Linked DNA regions of Drosophila melanogaster: region 2 is linked to region 1. Evidence: chromatin contacts called from public Hi-C data. All regions are on one chromosome and are shown on one strand. The core of a region is the stretch at or near the end of the contact, and the rest is flanking DNA. Distances in the headings are between cores, read along the strand shown. Region 1 holds the start of Ptp10D (Protein tyrosine phosphatase 10D). Region 2 holds the start of Karl (karl,).

Region 1 (3,306 bases), core at 428-2,927:
TTGGGAACTTTACAAAGCATATAAGCATACCCCAAATCCATATCCTTATAAACTTTGTAGTTATTACAAATGTGTTCAAAATTAAAAAAAAAGTTTGTCATCCAAAATCCAATCCGCTAAATACAATATAATCATTTTAATTGATCTATGTTACACTTCTATAATGTCTACTGGACAAAATATGATTAAGTTGAAATTTCAAAGTGTTTTTGAAGTTCGTACTAGCGAAGTTTGGCTGTAGTTCAATACTCACAGAAAGGGAGCGAGACATATTCCCATCTCGCTCCGACCTGTTATCAAAGCCTTTGCCATTGTCCTTGGCGTTGCGTTCTTATCACCGGCGTATCGGAGGGAATATATGATTTTTTTTTCGGCCAAGTGGTTCTAGTGGTAAATATGAGGCGGTGGGTGGTTTCGGGGGGTTTGGGGGAACGGCGGTTGGTGATGGGCGCAGAGAAGGCGGGAGGCGGGGGGGAACACGTTTCGTTATTTTTTGTTTTATAGCGAAATTCCTCTAGCTATAAATGTATGCATACATATATGCTATTAACTTTTCGTTTAGCTCAATTTTTTGTTTGTATTTTTAATTATAACTCGGTTTGTCTAGTGTGTAATTAAATTAAAAGTCCAATGCTAATTCCCCAGCGAATCGTTCAGTGTTTGTTCAAACGAGTTGTGCTCTTTAAACACTTTTGGCTTATCCTTTCATTTAATTTTTGTTTGTTTTCCTTGCGTTGTTATATGTCCAAATAAAAATGAAAGTTTGAATTGTTTTTTTTTAGTAATTTAGTTTTAACTGTAATGTCAAATGTCAAGAGGTATACTCTGTATAAGAATAATAATGTGTAATGTAATTTTTAGAACTTGCTAATCTCTAGCAATTAAAACATAGCCTGTAATTAACAATAATTAATTATAATAACCAGTAACAGTTCATGCAAATGAAACCTTAATAAATAATAAATTATATAAAAGAAGATGGAAGTGTTTTCAATCAATGAAGTTACTTCCTATTTTCAGGAGTTGGAATGTTACACTTTTTTATAAGCTGATTTGAAATGCGCGCCACATTATATCTGCCTTGCGCGCACGCATTGCAGCCGAATAACGGCGAATTAACTCCCCTCAGAGGTGAGTTTGAACTATCGATTATAATCGATTGCATTCGGAAACAAAAAACACCTTGAGTTTGGTCAGATCGGTTTTGCGCGGGATAAATAATAAAATATTAAATGTTTTCTTTGTTAACATTTCGCTGTGCATGCTGTCTGGGTACACATATACAGCCTATCGCCTTGGCTCACTAAGCCCATGGCTCAGATGTCCATTTGGACTAACATTTTGTGTGAGTAATTGAATAATAAGAATTACGGAGCTCGGACTTGTAATGGCCGAAGTACTACTGCCGCAATGCTTGGTTCACGTTAAAAAGAATCAAGTGCAACAAATTTAATTGTATTTAACTATTTTATAACCGCGCAGCAAAGTAATGGTTAATTCTGCTTTTAAATAGTTGACAGTTACAAGCGAAACATAGAAGCCGCGCAGGTTCCTATCGATACCATCGCTGGGTCATCGATTATTTGTCCAGCTCTACAGGTGAAACGAGCGTTGGCGATTCCGATTCCGATTCCAATTCCGATTCCAAATTCGACTCCGGACTCGAATCCGATTTGAATCAGATTCCAATTCAGTGTGGTGAAGAGCGAACCGGAGTGCGGACGGTACGGACGCGAAATCTGTTAAGGCGGGCCGCAAAGCAAACGCTCGAAAAACGCAAAATTTGTCGATTGTCCGTTCCGCTTTTTTCTTGTGTCTGTGCTTTGCGTCGCGTGCCTGCGTGTACGTGTAAGTGTGCGTGCGCCTGTGTTTGTTTTTTGTTATTTTTTTTATAACCAACGACAACAACAGAATAGAAGTAAATAAAATACACAAATTAACGGTGTATATATTTAAATGTTTTGGTTTTTTTTAGTGGCGTGCCGAATGAGCAAAATTTGAGAAAAACGCAGTGGAAAACGTAAGAAATGCTGAAATAAAGCTTAAAGTAAAAGCAGAAATTGAGAGTTGTTTGTGTGTGTGTGTGTATGTGTGTGCAATAATAATAACAAAAAATGTTGGCCGAGGGGGGCAGACAGACACAGAGCGAGAGAGGTAGAAGCAACACCTACGCAGCTTTTTTATGTATTATTTCGTTTTTTGGCATGCCGCTGCTTTCTCTCTTTCACACGCAGCCTCATTTGAATATTTTGTTGTTGTGCGGCAAATTTCTCCACTTCCTGTTTCTCTGACGGCATTCAATTTTGGGGGATCATTTTGGCTTGTTTCATAAAATCTCTATTAATGCTGACAATAAGTTGCGAAAAATTTCCAGTCGCATTAAAAAAACTTGTCCCACATTTAACAATAAATAAGAGGTGAAGAAATACGTTTTTAAAAACTTGTTTTGTTTTTGTGTTTTATGTGCCGAGATCATAAAGCTCTCTCTCTCCCTCTCTCCCTCTCTCTCTCTCTTGCTCTTCTCTCTCGACCAGAAGGAAAAAGATCAATCAAATCAATCTGCTCTGCTCTTCTTCTGTCTTCCTCTCTTTGCAACAAAGTTGAAGGTCTTTTCTGCATGACAACGTTGCCAAGCGCAGAAAGCAACAACAAGACAGTGCAACAATAACAAAACATACACAGAACAAAATTAGAGTAGCTTAAAAGGGAACTCCTAAATTAAATTAGTCCTACAGCAGGATTACCAATTCATTACAAGTCTATTCAAAAGATACAAGGACAACATCTTTAATTTTCCAGAAGATATGATACTTGTCAATACAATTTGAATTTTGTGCCGTGTATCGTTTTGATTTCGCAAAACTGGTTTTCAGACGTTTAGTTTTATTTGTTCTTCATATTTATTTGGTTTTTTTGCTGGCTGCGATATTTTAAATATTTCAATGACGTCAGCGCAGGCTAAATTATTGATCAGCAGTATTTTTTTGCAACTGCACAAGACAGTGCAATTAATTAGCACTTGTCTGCGAATTAGATTTAAATGAATTTAATGCATTGCTTAATCACACAGTTCCAGGAATGAAAACTTAAGTAGAACGGGTATTTCAATATTATACTTTACTGCTAGATAAGTAAAATAATTGATATTGATTTATTAAGCAAAGTCTTAACAGTGGTTTTTAAATCTCAAATGTTCAATCAAATTTGCATTTGCCTAGTTCCACTGTGCAGAAATATAGAAACAAGTCGCAGAAAAATATGAAAAAATAGGAACTGAAGCTTTCGGCGCAAGCGCAAAGTGTTGGA
Region 2 (3,306 bases), core at 548-3,047, 170 kb after region 1:
ATGGACACCACTGCACTCCAGAATCATGCGCCGAGTGACGCGAGTGGGTAAAAGTTGATTTACTTGCAAAGGCCCAAGATCTTAATAACTTGGCTTAGTTGCGCGAATGGGTTCAAGTTGTAACTAATTGCAAGATTTTAGTGGAATATTGAGGAAATATGCTTAAATATCATATTCAAAACAAATGAAAATGAAATTAGTAGGATATATTAATGTTAAGTTTTAAGTTTAAGATAAGATTAATTAGTGTATCTAAACCATCTTATTTTTGTTTTTTTTTTTTTGTTTTCCATATTTGTGAACTTTATGAGCTTGCCAAGCTACTTTTAAGACGTAAAGTGACCACAACTAGTAGAAATCTTCAACTTCAAAGTAATGGCCATGTAAAATATATATATGTACATATATATATTTGCAATAAAACGAGAAATTTGCCTATCGCTAATCAAGAAGGTCGATTGTCTTGGCAGCTGAAAGTTGCTACCATAATCCATCGGTCTGATCCCAAGTTCGGTATGCCATTAACGAACCCACCGGACGTGGACACCATCCAACAACGTCCAGCTCAATTTCTGCGCTAACTTTTCTGTTTTTTTTTTTTTATTCCACCAATTTGTTGTTGCGTTTTATTTTTGCCATTTTATGCGGCTGTTGTTGCGAATTGCTTGGCAGGCGAGCATCGATCAATTGCAAATAGAAAACAAATCTCCAATCAGCCGGATTGCTCCCATGGATATGCCCATGGGTGGAGCATCGAAAAGAGGGGGAAGGGGGCTCAGCTAGATGGGTTGCGGGTGGGCAATTGGCAACAAAAAACAAAAAAAAAAAAGAGACACCAAACGCAGCGATGCTGCGAAAGAAAGTGTTAAGACCAATTTGGAATATTCGCTGGTGAAATTTAAATCATTTTCAAATTTAATTACCGGCAAATAAACGTTTGACATTCCACACCGCACCGCACCGCACCAGACATTCCGTCGACTGTCACCTGTAGCTCAAGCTCCAGCTCAAGCTCACCTGTGGATTCCGATTCCGGCTGCAAAGATTTCAGTTTTCAGTTGCCCCACCTGTTGCCCCATTCAGTTTTTGGATGGCAGCTCGAATTCGAAGTCGGATTCGGGTGTGGCACTCCCAGTGAGTGAGGCATTCCGATTCCGGCTACAGACCCCCATTTATGTGGCCATTTCATTTGGATGGATGGATGATCGCCTGGCGTGGCCAAAAGATCTCAGCCAGAGTCGTTCATTGAGAAAACGCAATGGGTAGCCGGATGAGAACACTGCGAGAAACTGGCGATTACTTAAGTGCTATTGCTTAAAATATTACATTAAACGAAGGGTTTATTTAAATTCACAATGTTTAAGCCAGCTCACTTTCTGATTTGGTATTTCAAAATAAATATCTTTAGCTGAACTTAAGAATACCCAAATAGTTCTATAGCATTTTAATAAACCTTTAACTATTTTAACGTAGCTTATTATAGCTTAAAATAAATTATTCGAATTGGAAAGTATATTTAAATATATTCATGATATCCTATTTAGTTGAATAGGCTTCAAAATGTTCGCCCACATATGGGTTAAGGACTTTCGGAATGTTGGCCTACTTATTCGGTTTCGCTATCTTCCTCCCCGCTGATCCTGTCCTTCATCCGCCCTTGATCTTGGTTTTCATTCATCCCGGCACACACACACACGCACAAGCTCCATTTTGAGAGAGAGAAAAAGCGTGCAGAGAGAGTGGAAAATAGAGAGAGCTAGAGAGCGAAAGGAGCAGGCGACATTTCTTCGATTGCGCACTTGTTGCTTTAGTTCGTTTCATTTCGTCTCGCTGCCGCATTAAGAGCCGCTTTTCGCTTCGGTGCGTCTGCGAAGGGGCGGAAGGTGGTGCTGAGAAGAGGGGGGTGGCGAATGGTGGGAGAAAGGCGATGGAAGGGGCAAGGAAGGAGCTGCCGTAGAAGCCGGAACTGGCCGCTAACGCATCGCAACGCAATGCGGCGACGAAAGTTGCGCCGCTTTTTTGGGCTGGCCAACAAAAAACCAGACGGCTCCAAAAGAAATGGGAGAAAAAAGCAAAAAAAAAAAGACGAAGCTAAAAAGAAGCTAAACTGCAGACGCAGGCGGAAGAAGAAGCGGCGGCGGCGGCGGCAAAAGTAGCAACCTTCGAGGATGTCCAGTTTCATTCCAGTCCGGTCGTGAAAATGCCGCGCAACTCGTTTCGCAATAAAGAGAAAGTGTCCAGCGGATCGCGCTGTTCGTTCTGGCGATCGTAAAGAATAAATTTGCAGGCTATTAAAATGTTTCCTGTTTCCACTCACCACCGCTCAACGCTCCCCGCTCTCACCCGCTCTTTTCCGCATCCACTTCGCCACCCCGAAAATTTCGCTCTCCGCGGCGAGAAAGTTGCCTGGAAATCTGGAAATCTGCATCCATGCGACAAGTGAAAACAAGATGCAGCCAAAAATACCTACTCCCGTTCCCCAGACTCTATATATTTCCATACAAGCCTGCAAATATGTGTATGTATATGCTTACATACATAGGTATGTGCGCATTGGAAGGCGTTGACTGGACTTTACTGGCAAACGGACGTTATAATTGATAAGAGCGACTAACTCACCCGCGCTCTTGAGAGCAAGGGGAAATGGAACGGCGGCTGATTAAGTTCCAATATTAAACTGCTGAAAAGAGATGGCATCGCCTTGGAAAACCGCTAATCTTTCGGTGCTAGCGATTACAGGAAGTAATGGAAAGGTGTAGGAAAACATATCTTGGTTCTGAAATTGTATACTTTTTATTTAAATAATTTAATTGGTTATATTGTAATTAAATGTCACGACAACTGCTACTTTTTCCCGCTCAAATCCACTCCTATATATGGCTAAAATCGAGCCAAGTGCTCAGTAATGTCATTTATTTCCAGCTACCCGATAATGACCCAGCCACAGCTATTCCCATAGAATTCTGTGGCAATAAGAAGGCGCCTTATCCGCAAAAACATCCGAATCCGTTGCGTTCCGATTTGTTGTGCACTCGAAGAAACAACTCTCAATATTTAATAGTAAAAATAATTTTAAGATCAAGGAATACTTTAGAACCCTAGATTAAGACACTTAAATAGTGTGATGGCACTTACTGAGATCTCCAAGACTTCCAAAACTAAAGTTATTGCACCACTGTGTGCCAAGATTTTTTAGAGTGTACTTATTGCTGACTGCTAATGTCGCATGTTGCTCGCGGAGATGGCGCAGTGCCATCGAAAACAGTTCCAGCTACAGCGCAACGGAGATCGAGCGTCTGAACCCGC

Evidence for each region. Hi-C and Micro-C count contacts between places; a contact is called where the count stands out from the background.
Region 2: a contact with region 1 is called in a Hi-C map of the Kc167 cell line, with 2.2 times the contacts expected there. The contact joins the promoter of Karl here to the promoter of Ptp10D in region 1. A contact is called at or near these places in 7 of 107 Hi-C or Micro-C datasets (the Kc167 cell line, the S2 cell line, cellular blastoderm embryo and 2 more).

Annotation. Positions count from the first base shown.
Region 1 is chrX:11,620,338-11,623,643 of dm6, forward strand. It overlaps Ptp10D (Protein tyrosine phosphatase 10D), which reads left to right and starts at 1,678. Exons shown (of 13, transcript NM_206691.3): 1 at 1,678-2,020. It overlaps Met (Methoprene-tolerant), which reads left to right. Exons shown (of 2, transcript NM_001298203.1): 2 at 1-943.
Region 2 is chrX:11,785,584-11,788,889 of dm6, forward strand. Karl (karl,) reads left to right here and starts at 1,798. Exons shown (of 5, transcript NM_001298208.1): 1 at 1,798-2,753; 2 at 3,188-3,306.